Linked DNA regions of Mus musculus: region 1 is linked to region 2. The links are chromatin contacts, called in public HiChIP or PLAC-seq maps. All regions are on one chromosome and are shown on one strand. Each heading gives the region's core, a stretch centred on a gene start, on an enhancer-like site or on the middle of the called end of the contact. The rest is flanking DNA. Distances are from core to core; before and after follow the strand shown. Region 1 overlaps Gm51679 (a long non-coding RNA gene). Region 2 overlaps Thsd4 (thrombospondin, type I, domain containing 4).

Region 1 (5,933 bases), core at 2,113-4,612, 120 kb before region 2:
AAAGTCACTTTTCCAAAAGGCGACAAAGCGAGGAGAGCAGGGATCACAGGCGCGTGCACGTTCTCTTAGCGCGTGCACATGCATGCGTCTTCCAAGACGTGGGGACCCCTTCGTCATAAGCCCTCCTGCAGGGAATAGTTTTTATTAGCTTCAAGGGAACTTCAGATGCTGACAAGGAAAAACTTTGACCCCCCCAGTTAAAGTTTATCTTGTGAGAATGGGTTTCTCTCCTCCTCTCGCAACAACCTGCAGGAAGGAAGGAAGACTGGAGGGAGGCAGGGAGGGAAACGGGCCGGGCCGGCACCCTTTGACCCACTAACAATATCAGATTGCAGACTATTGGGTGATGTGTTTTTCCCTCCACTCTGTGGCATTTTCCATCCACAAGGCAAGGTCAGAAAACATTTATATCTTAATCCCCATACTTAATTCTTGCTTGCTCCGAGTTTGTTCCCTGCTTGGTTTCATACCCTTTCTTCATCCTTAAGAGACGTCTTGTGACAACCCATGAATGGCAGCCTAGCTAAGCACACCAAGGATGATGCCTCAAACCTCCCCAGCAGGAAGGTCGAGAGCATGAGAGTCTGTTCCCACATCGCCACTGGAGTCAAGTTAGCAGTGAGTTAGACTTAAGCCTCTCTTCAGAAGAGAGTTCTGGGGCTCAGCGAGGTTAAGTGTCTGCTCAACATCATGTGGTTAGAGCCCAGAATAACCCCAGCTATTATTACTCTCCCCACCCCCAATAACTATTTTTTTTTATCTTCTCTACTTGGCAGCCTTGCATCTATCCTTCCACCCCTAGAATTGCCTTGATACCTGTCAGACAATGCAGGGTTCTCCACCTTGTCTAATGGCATCCACAATCCAGGAAATGTTTTATTACTTGCGGCGAGTAAGAGCTGTGAGGTTATTTGCTCTTAAAGTGGGAATTTGTTGGCGAGCTTGTACATACAGAAGGGTACTTGTCGGGGCAAGTGATTTCCTGAGCATGCTCAGTGTAAGGATGGATGCTCAGTATAAACATGCTCACCACTGTTCAAAGAGGGAGGCTGTTGGATATATCCTTCAGGTTGTAAGAGCATGCGTCCAGAAAGAAGAGGTGGTAGACATGCATGCTCCTGGGCGGAGAATGTAGTATAAGAAGCAAAATTTACACTAGGTAGCCTGAAGGAATGAGCCACAGTGGTCTGGTGACCTTGGCTGGTTCCCATGCAGGTGTGTTGACAGTCTCTTAAAGGGAAAGCAGCTTTCTCCCACGGAAGTCTGACAGTTTGCCAGGAAAGAAGGCCATACTGCTTGCTGACCAACACACATGGGGCAGGTCTCACTCATTGTGTAGGAGACACAGGGTGAGGTGGTAGCCATGTAGCTCAGCTGCTGGGCTTCAGGTTTAAGGGATATTGTTTCTTGGACCTCAGAAATTGTCATGAACACCTAGAAGCCTGGGAAACAAAGCTAAGTTCTGGAAAGACATGTAAGGCGGGGCCGAAACTGCAGGTGCAAGCTACCCAGCTGGGTCTCAGGACAAACGTGTGTGTGTGTGTGTGTGTGTGTGTGTGTGTGTGTGTGTGTGGTCTAGTGGTGCTTTTATTTTACTCTCAAAGAAGAAAAGCAAATTGATTAGGTGAAGTATCCCCTTTACATGGGCCCTGAAAATACCCAGGTTTAGCTGGGCAGTGGTACACTCTTTTAATTCCAGTACTCCGTGGCAGAGGTGGGCAGATCTCTGAGTTTGAGTCCAACTTGATCTACAGAAAGATTTCCAGGAGAGCTAGGGCTGCACAGAGAAAACCTGTCTAGTAAACACACACACACACACACAAACACGCGAGCGCACGAAGAAAGAAAGGGAGGTTTAATGAGTATGGTATTTGAAATTTGAGAATTAGAAAGCTACATAGGAAACCATGAATTTGAGGCTAGCCTGGACTACACGCAGAATAAGAGGGGAAAAAAAAAAACACTAGGATTTGATGAGTTTAAATAGGAAAAGATGGGCATAGCAGGAATCTGGCCCTGGACACGATCCTGTGGCCTTGGACGGGCACCTAATTCAGGGGGAGCTGTTCAGGATCAGTCTCCAACAGGAGCCCTGTGACTCTCCCCAAATCAGTAGGCATGGGAGCTTGGTTCATGACCAAGACATAAGCTGTGGGGGCTTTATCCTGCGGCCCTGATGTGCCATTGTGGCTATATGGCAGTCATCCATGTTGTGGTGAATGAAAGAAGTGATTTCAAATGCAGCTTGAAATTTTTTTTTTTTGAAAAAAAAAAAAAAGAAGCCACATACTTCTCTGTGTATGTCATGTTTCCCCAGATGGATCCACAATGAGCCATGTAATTTCCCTCGTGCATTTTCTGAGCCAGTGGTGGATCAGAGAGCTAGAAGAGGCTTCAGAAGATGCATGAGTGGCGTCTCTTTCTTCCAACAGGTGTGGTTCTGCTTCCCCCATTGGACAACCACAGATGTAGAGTGCATGTTTTTCAACAATGGATGGCCAAGACTAATGCTGACATAGGTTTTGAGACTCGGCTGTCTAATAACACACTGCTCCTTATAAACAATGTCTTCCCTATTTCATAGTCAGAGCCATAGGCTGGAAACATTAAAGGGTAAAAAGGAGCAGAGGGGCCCCAGGGAAATAGTTTGTCAATGGCCTGCATGAAGACTATTGCAACACCCATGCAAAAAGCCAGTTGTGGTGACTCATGCTTCAAACCCCAGTGCTGGGGAGGCAGAGACAGGTAGGTCCCTGGAGGCTGCTGGCCAGCCATTCTAGCCTGATTGGTGAACCCCAAGTCTCAGTGAAGCACTTTGTCTCAAAAACCAAGATGAAGCGATGGCTCAGCAGTTAAGAGCCCTGGTTGCCCTTCTAGAGGACTTGAGTTTGATCCCTGGCATTTACAAAGTGCCTCACATCTGTGTAAAACTCCAACCAGAGGACCTAACACTCTTTTCTAGCCTCTGAGGGTGCCGGGCACACATGTGGCACGCAGACATGTGCAGGCAAAAGACACATAAACAAAATAAACATTTCAAAACCAAGGTGGATAGCTTCTGAGGAATAGCCTCAAGATTAACTTCAGGCTCTGCATGCATGAACACACGTGCTAATACACGTATGTAAACATAAACACATACCTGCACACACAAACTTTATACTGAGGCAGTCACGTCTGGTGAGGAGTCACCACTGGCCCCCAGTAGGCAGGCAGGCTTTGGCACAGTGGCGGGACGAAGGTGAGTGTGTGAGGCAGGTGAAGCCATCAGCGCTGGCTCCACTGGCCTTCCTGGGCTGTGGTGCCTTGGTTTTCTACATAGGCTCTGTAGGAAACTCCTGCACGCTGGCTTTGCTCTGTCACACAGGCTTTACTCAATGTCACCTTCAACCAGAGAGCTAGTTTGCTAAGAGGGAAAATTGCCCAGGATGCCAAAGTGATAGTTATTTCCAGCGATCTAAGTTGATTAACAACTGCTTCCTGGAGGAGCTCTCAGCCACTGACTGTCTCTGGGGTTTGCAGTACTGACCACAGCGGGTACAAGAGGCACTGTGTGCAATGTGTGAAGGACAAGCCCTTATTAGGAGAGTCTCCCAGGAAGCAGGGAGGGCAAACAACATTCCTTTAGAGTGATGGATTTCTTTTATTTTTCGTTGAATATTTTCATTAAAAGAGAATTGTGGGATCGCTTTTTGCATTACTTTGAATATATATTTTGTAAAAAAAAAAAAAAAAACATCAACAAAGGGGCCACCCCCACTGGGATTCCTTTTATTTGTGAGGAGAGGATACAACTCCCAGAAGTGCTCATGAACATCCCTGACATGGAATGGGCTAGCACAGAACAATTTTCTCCATCATTTAAAACCATATACATTTCTGTTTGCTGATTGGCAGCTACCACTTCAAGCTGTTCCCGCTTCTTCACTGGGCCTCTCCCTAATTCATCATCCAGGACAGCAAGGTCTCCCCTGCCGTAGTCTTTAGCTTCTATTGCTTTCGCTACAACAAGGCCTTTGTGGTTATCTAGTGTTTATCCACCTGGCAAGTGCTTCTCGGTCATCCCAGCTAATCCCCTGCCTCACATCACTCATTTTTTCTTTCTTGGCACTCTGAGCCCTGGACACACCAAGCTGCCTCTGACTCCCTCTGGCCCTTCACAGGTGGCTTCCTTTCTAGAATAGACCTTTCCCTTCTCTCCTCTCTTGCTTGGGTCACTTTGCTCATCCCGTTCCATCCTGATTCCTTTCAGGGCTGCCTCTCTTAGCAAGGGGCAACTTCAGATGGAAGGCTGCCTCCTGGCTGAAAGTGGGGAAAAGAGAAATAATCCGAATACTTGGAATTCCAAAAGTTGTGCTGTGCCAGGTAAGGCCACTTCACTATCTCTGCTGACAGGATGTGAGCAGGAGAGAGGAAGAGAGAGAGAGATGGAAATAGAACGGGCAGAGCAAGATAACTTGAGGTGTGTCTGAAGCCTCTGGGACACTTCATGGGAATCTTCAACAGTCCCCGGACAGTCCATCTAAATATGTTGACCCCGTGACCTCAGAGACTGTGGCTGCAGACAAATTAGTCTCTGGACTGTTGTGTAGTCTTGTTACAGGTCAAGTTGCAGCCAGCCATAGGAAAGGACACAGGCTCAGTGTGCAGGTTAGAGTCCAGACCCCTGGAAGAGGAAGGAGAAGAAGCGAGTTAAGGAGACAAGCAGGAATGTTCATCCTGAAATACTTAGGTCCACTTTACAGATGGTTTATTTTTAACCGCACCTTTTTATTTATACTAGGGAAACACATACGATAGAGCGTGCTGAAGTCAGTTCTCACCTTCCACCACGTGGGGTCCTGGGGACCAAACTCAGGTCATCAGGCGTGGTGGTAAGCGTCTTCACCTGATGACCCATCTTGCTGGCCCCCAAGAAACGGGTTAAAACAATACTGTTTCCTAGCACTCGAAGAGACTTTATTGTTGATTTTATGGTTCCTGGCAGTCATCCAGGTTGGGTTTCCCTCCCTTCATTAAACCCCTCTCACACACACAATGGTGTGTCTCCTAGGTGATTCTAAATTCTGTCAAGTTGGCAGGATCAACCTTTGCGCCATCTCTCCCTGTCACTCATTTGCTGAGCACAAGCCTGCTTTGACTTTACCGTGGATCCAAATTTCCAAGCAAGAAGAGGAAGAGAACTTTATAAGAATGGTGATGGATTCTCATGACTCAACAGGAGGCTGAACTGAGGGGTTTGGATCCATGTCTGTTTTCTTTCTGCCTTCAAATGCTAGCAGCTAACATACTGGCTTCCCTTCCTGCTGGGACACAGCCCCTGAAGTACCTTGCTGTGTTCAGAGCTTGGGCGTCTGGCTTCAAGAAACTGTCTACTGGTTAAAAGACCTATAGCCAAATGACTCTGGGCTATGCTGTCACTGTCTCCCCTCTGGCAGTCTCAGGGCTCCTTGATGAGGGGAGGAGCCAGAACCCCATGCTGTTTTCCTTCCCTGGGGACACACTGAGCTCTGCCTCACTGAGCTCTGCCTCCTGCTCCATCCAGGAATTCTGAGACCCCAGCACAGCACTCTTGACCTTTTCAGGAGCCCTCCCTCACCCCTTGTGATCACTGTCCTGTGAGCCTGGGGGTGCATGAGCAAACACAGTGCTGTGTAGCTCTCTGAAGAGGGCAGGTTCAGGAGATGGCAACCCCCATAGGGTGACTACATTGTTTCCATTGCATCCTGAGCAACATGGTTGCATAATTATTTTGGCAAATTATTTTGGGAAAACCGGTATATCCAGAGGCTCTCCTCCATGTACAGAGCTGACACACTACAGATAGATTATGGTTGGTTTTTGTTTGTTTGTTTGTTTTTGTTATTTACTATTTTAGGGGCCACCTCTAGGCCCAACGGGCCAATTGGTTGTAGCCACATAGTAGAGGCTTT
Region 2 (5,838 bases), core at 1,024-3,523:
AGTGACTGAGGAAGCTACCTCCCCATCCGAGGCTCTGACTCAACTTCACAGTGTTCATGTGTAGAGCATCTACATTGCTCTCCCTTCTCTATAGCATGATAAGCATTTCATGCTTAGATAGACAAATGATAGTTCCTAAGTCCTGGAGTGTGAATGTGTGCGTGTGTGCTTATGTTCAAGGGCATTAGTTAGTATGTGTGTAGTGGGGGCAGTGCCTGCAAAGGCCTGAAGACAACCTTAGTTGTGGTTCCTCAGGTGCAATCTACTATATTTCATTGTGACAAAATCTCATTAAGCTGGAGCTTGCCAAGTATGGCTAGTCTGTCTGGCCAGCAAGCCCTTTATCTCCACTTTCTCAACATTAGGATTACAAACACTATGCCTTTTGGAGGCAGTGGGGGGTGTTATTTGTTTGTTGGTTTGTTTTTAATATGGTTCTTGGGCTCAGATCTAGGTCCTTGAGCTTGTAAGATGAGCATATTACTATCTGAGCTATATCACCAATCCAGAGAGCCCCTGTTCTTAACTACTGAGATTCTCTCCCTGTCCCCTGACTAGCTGCCTTCCAACACAGAATATTTTCTTCAGCCTCTCATGAGCCTGTCCTTGTAGAAGCATCTGGTCCTCATGGGCTGTGTGGATGCTGCAGCAATGGGCAGACAATGTCCCTTTTCCTCAATGAACATAGCACATAGTCCATCATCTTCCAGTGTGAAGGTGGCATTTAAAACTTGTACCAGTTGCAGTTGCTTTTGCTCCTTAAGAGCTTATCAATTATCCATTCAGTGGCATTCATTAATATCATAAATGATGTCTGCACACACAGAGTAACCAGCATAGCAGACTGTTTAATGTCACATAACATCAGTTTTCTCATTTAAAAAAAATGAGACAAGCTATTTCTCTATTTGTATGATGGTTAAGTGGTGGTAACATGAAACACTAGCAGGTGTTTGGCATGACAGCTATTTTCATATATTATTTAAATATACTATGTTGAATATGTTTAGAGATCAGATAAAACTCTAGGAATAACTTCTGCATCTTTTGCTTATATCTCTTATAGTAAGAAATATAGCCTTAAGTTTAAGAAATTCCTTTAATGCAAAGAAACTGCATTATTATGTGTGATTTTTTCCCCCATATTTCTAATGAAGAAAAAGATGAAGTGATCTATGGTAATTTGACACATAGGAAGTGGTGTAAGGAACTCAGAGATGGCTCAGTTGGTGAAGTGCTTGCCTTGCAAGCATGAGGTTTTGGGTCCATCCTCAGGATCCATGGGAAAATACTAGGTGTGGTGGGCAACACTGGTCATGAATGACTGGGGTGCAGGGCCAGGAGGATCTCTGAGGATTGCGGTGAGCCGGCTTAGCCTGGCAGTCCTGGGGCAGAAAGAGAGCCTGACTGAAAGGAACAAAGGAGGAAGAGGGGGAGGAAGAGCAGGAGGAGGAGCAGGAGGAGGAGGAGCAAGGGGAGGAGGGGGAAAAGGAAGAAGAGGAGGGGAGGAGGAAGAACAAGAGGAGGAGGGGTAGGAGAAAGAAAAGGAGCAAGAGGAAGAGGGGAAGGAGCCAGAGGAAGGGAGAGGAGGAAGCAAGAGGAGGAGCAAGAGGAACAGAAGCAAGAGAAGAGGAGGAAGAGAGGAAGAGGAGGAAGAGGAAGAGGGGAAGTAGGAGCATGAGGAGGAGGAGCCAGAAGAGCGATACTTAGGTGATGTTTGTCCTCTGACCTCCACATACATAAACACACATGTGTACCTGTACACACACACACACACACACACACACACACACACAGAGAGAGAGAGAGAGAGAGAGAGAGAGAGAGAGAGAGAGATACAAATTCAGAGGCATCCAGAATCCAAGCATATTTATGCTATGAGCCCATCTCATAAAAGATGCTCAGAAACCATAATTCATGTTAGAATCATTATCATTGTTGTGTTAATGAATTCAGCAGAACTTGCAGAAAAATCAATCTTAAGATTTTTGTTTTTTGGGTTTTTTTTTTTCCCAGCCTATAGAGGATCAGCCACTGGGGCAAGGGGCACTGTGAGAGGCCCCAGGGGAGAGGGGTTAGGAGCCAGTATTCACTCAGCATCTGCTCTGGCCAGGCCCTTTGCCCTACAGGTAATCCCATTCAGTTCCCCTTAAACCCCTGTAGTCCCAAGAGCCACCGGGGCTCAGATTACAGCCCACATTGGCAGCAGCTTGGACTCCCAAGAGGGCTTCTCTTACTCATACTGGAGGAATGAATGCATTCACTGTTCTTTTATGCAAAGCCATTCCTCAGCCCTCAGTGCCATGTTTGGCAGTCAGCCTCTGTTGTGGTCCCCACATGGAGGAGGTCACAGGCTCTGTCTTTAACCTTCAGTGCAGTGAAGTCTTCATGGGGACCACTACTAGGGAGTAGCCACTGCAGCCACACCTTGAGCTCAGCACTTTCTGGGAGTGATTTCACTGAGTCTATACAATAGCCAGATGTAGTAGGCATGCTGGATAGAAGAGCTGTCCAGGGACTTGTCCATGGTTACACAGGTCACAGAGGGGCCGGCAGGCAAAGATGCTGATAGAAGATCTGGGCTCTTTCTACATCCCATGTAACACCTATATGCCAGTCAAACCCTTACCCCCATGCTTAGCAGAACATAGAGCATGGAAACCAGCTTTGCTCGAATGTCTTAGACATCTACTGGTTTATTTCTTGCTTTTGAAAATCATGAAGGTATCTCTTCCTCTGATCTAAGTCATTTCCCCATTAGGAGGGCACACCCCCTGCACTCTCAGGCACCCTTGTGCAGTGAGTAACTACACATAATAAATAAAGATGGCCCTAAGTGCCATCTTTACTGTTTGACCATTGATTGTTCTGCTGTATGGGGACTGGTTTCCTCTAATGTCTGTTTGCTTGTCCTTGTTCCTTCTTTTTGTGTCCCTTTGAATAACAGGCCTGGGTCACTCAGGTACACAGCCCCTGTGAGCAGCGTGTGACTTGCTCTTAGGGACACGGCTGATTTTGCATATGATTCTGAAGACAAGGCCTGGGGTCAGCGTCTCCCCCGGGGCTGATTCCCAAGAGGACTGGGTCTGTTCTGAAGGCCGCTGCTTCAGCCTATTTCAGAGGGTGGTAGTGTGAGGGCACCACCCTATGAACTTCATCCATGTAGGAAGCAGTAGATGGGCCAAGGATGAGGTCTTCTTAAAGCTGGGCTTCCTTATGCCGGGGCTGCAGAGATGCTCAGCAGTAAGGAGTGCTTGTTGCTCTTCCCGGGGGACCTTAGTTGAGCTCTCAGCATCCCTATTCAGTGGCTCACAACTGTCTGTAGCTCCAGCTCCAGGGTATCCAGTGCCCTTTTCTATCCTTTACAGGCAGCAACACACTTGTGCCATGCACACGTATACAAAGGCAAGCATACATGCACATAAATATAAATAAAATCTTACAACAGAAAAATAAGCTGGGAGTCACTCCAAAGCTGCCTGTCATCCATCTACCTGGATCTCTTCGTTCCTGACTTGTGGGACCATCCCCCGGTGTACCTATAACAGCTTCCTTTTACCTTTAGTGAGATGCCCCCATCACCTGCAGAGAGCACTGGGAGGAGGGAGTCCCTTCCATCAGGCAGCCTCAGAGTACGCCTTTCAGTGGCCTCTCACTCTGTCATTTACCCCTTACCTCAGCCATGGGGAACAGAGGCAGGTCTGATCAGACCCTCAGCGTGGCTTTGCTACACAGTAGTCAGCCAGGAAAGCTGTGGTTTTCATCATCTGAATGTTTACTTCACCGAGTGGCCGGAGGTTTTGCTTCTTATCTTTTGTAGACACCAAATAATTTATTGCCGAGACCCACCCTGGCAGGCGCTACAGTCTTCTGAACTTCTAAAAGGTCATCTGCACTCAACCCAAACCACTTGCTCAAAGCCTCTTTGAACTCTGGCTGCACATGATATTTCCCCCCCCCCCTTTGGCAGGGGGTGGGGAAGAAACTGGGAGCTTCAGGGAAAATAAGGCCCGTCCAGCCCTCAGCCACAAACGTCTTTCTTCCCAGCTTGCTTCAGATTACAGCCTGGAATACATGTGTTTCTGTTCCTTAATTCTATTCCCTCTTAACTTCCTCCCTTTAATTTGGAGCTCTGAGAATTTTCTAGATAGTCACTGACTACCAGTCTAATTTGGCTAGCTCTCTTGGCTTCCCACCTGGGTGCCTCAGGCTGGTTTATTGGAACTCAGAGCCTTTTGGTCTCTACGAATTAGTCTAGAGCTGTGGGCTTTACTGGCCCATTGGTTAGAAATGCAAACATTTAAGCTCTCTGCCTCTCACGTCTGTTATTTCAGCAAATATTTAGAGTGCTTCTGTAGCAGATGCGGGACTAGCTCGGGATTATACACACATGGATCAGCAGTGGATAAGCCTGGCCCTGCAGAAGCTAAAGGTGTACAAGAAAGCTGGATCTTGACTTACCACTGTCACCCAGAGTGTTAATGCCACCACCAAGAAGGATGTGCAGGCTGCCTAGCAAGGGCATTCATAATGGGGCAAGCAGACCAGGAGGAGCCCATGTGCATGTTGGACCTAAAAGCCTGCACCAGTACACAGGTGTACCAGTGAGGCAGTGTTCCTCATGGAGTCAGGTTGCTGGGGACTTGGTGGATGATACATTGCTGTTGGGGTACAGGATACAAGAGGAATTAAAGACTAGAGAGTAGACCAAGAAGATTAAGGACTCATGGTGGAGGGTATCAGATAACTACAAACCTAAACTCTTCTGGAATTGGACTTCGTTCTCTAGCTAGAGATGAGCCACAGAACGGGCTTGTTTGTTTATTTATCTTATGTGTGAGTGTGTGCAACACAATGTGTGCGTGCATTGTATGCAAGTCTACCTCAGGTGAAATGTCCACTTTTTTTTTTTTTTAATTTTTGAGACAGACTCGTCAGAATTTGGAACTCAGTGATTCCACTATAGTGTCTGGCCAGCATGCTGGATTTCTGCATGGGTTCTGAGGACCACACTCAGGTTACGACATTTGGAAGGCAAACGTTTTATTGACTGAAACATACCCTCAGCTCCCATAAAAGTGTCGTACATAGAGGGTAATGACTTTGACCAGGTCAATGTGGGAAAAATCAAAAGTGCAAGGGGCTCCTGGACTGGGTACCTGGTAGAAAGGTTGGTTCTAGCCATACAGGGACTAAGGCTGTGCATGCTTGACCTCTCTGAAAAGAGAGGAGTGGACATTTTACAATCCCAACGAGTCTTTCCACAGAGAGGTTGGGTTCTAAGAAGCCTCACGTAGGTATGCGATTTGATGATTCTTGATGACGTAGAATCTCCCTGGAGTACTCACCTTCTCTGCTGTGGACAGACATTTCAGAACATTTTGAATCCTGATCAAACCCACTCCCGCTTTTGGGGCTTCCAGTGTGTACATAAGTGGGTATTTTGTGTCCCTAATTGAGGCATTGCATGTATAAGGACTAAGATTCCTCACTGAGTTCTCTCTTTGACACTGCATCAGGACTGCTCTGCTAGGAGACATCTGTGTCTGCTCCCTAGGGCGCATTGATAGGAATGGTTGGGTTTTGTAGACTCAATGGAAAACAATTCAGAATTTTGCATATTGCGTTCATATATTGAAAGCCCTTGTGTGTGTGTGTGTGTGTATGTGTGTGTGTGTGTGTGTGTGTGTGTGTGTATGTGTGTTCTGAGGAAGGCAATGGCAGTACAAAAGAGAAGGAAGTCAGGTGTGTCTGCCTCTACTCCATCCTCTTAGGCTTGGTGCCCAAAAGAAATCAATATTCTATATAAGTTTTTTTTAATTATTATTTTATATGTAT

The links. HiChIP or PLAC-seq counts read pairs in DNA pulled down with a chosen protein or histone mark.
Region 1: a contact with region 2 is called in an HNF4G HiChIP or PLAC-seq map of pancreatic cancer cells. The contact joins two enhancer-like sites. A contact is called at or near these places in 4 of 39 promoter capture datasets (frontonasal cranial neural crest, liver, second pharyngeal arch cranial neural crest and 1 more), 4 of 484 Hi-C or Micro-C datasets (liver, nephron progenitors and uterus), 8 of 115 datasets of contacts at active chromatin or transcription factors (T-cell acute lymphoblastic leukemia, astrocytes, bone marrow-derived dendritic cells and 5 more) and 1 of 9 other capture datasets (adipose tissue).

Annotation. Positions count from the first base shown.
Region 1 is chr9:60,524,815-60,530,747 of GRCm38.p6, reverse strand. Gm51679 (a long non-coding RNA gene) reads right to left here. Exons shown (of 2, transcript XR_003948172.1): 2 at 3,745-4,666. 9230112J17Rik (RIKEN cDNA 9230112J17 gene) reads left to right here. Exons shown (of 4, transcript NR_040464.1): 3 at 4,253-4,365; 4 at 4,784-5,933. Among named protein-coding and RNA genes, the nearest start is that of Gm51679, 8.0 kb to the right of the region's middle. Within about 2 kb of position 3,362, at least 27 of the 459 cell types and tissues checked have an H3K27ac peak or open chromatin away from gene starts, as enhancers often do. A contact at or near this core is called in pancreatic cancer cells, where this site is marked.
Region 2 is chr9:60,403,971-60,409,808 of GRCm38.p6, reverse strand. The region is part of intron 4 of Thsd4 (thrombospondin, type I, domain containing 4); the gene reads left to right. Among named protein-coding and RNA genes, the nearest start is that of 2010001M07Rik, 73 kb to the right of the region's middle. Within about 2 kb of position 2,273, at least 48 of the 459 cell types and tissues checked have an H3K27ac peak or open chromatin away from gene starts, as enhancers often do. A contact at or near this core is called in pancreatic cancer cells, where this site is marked.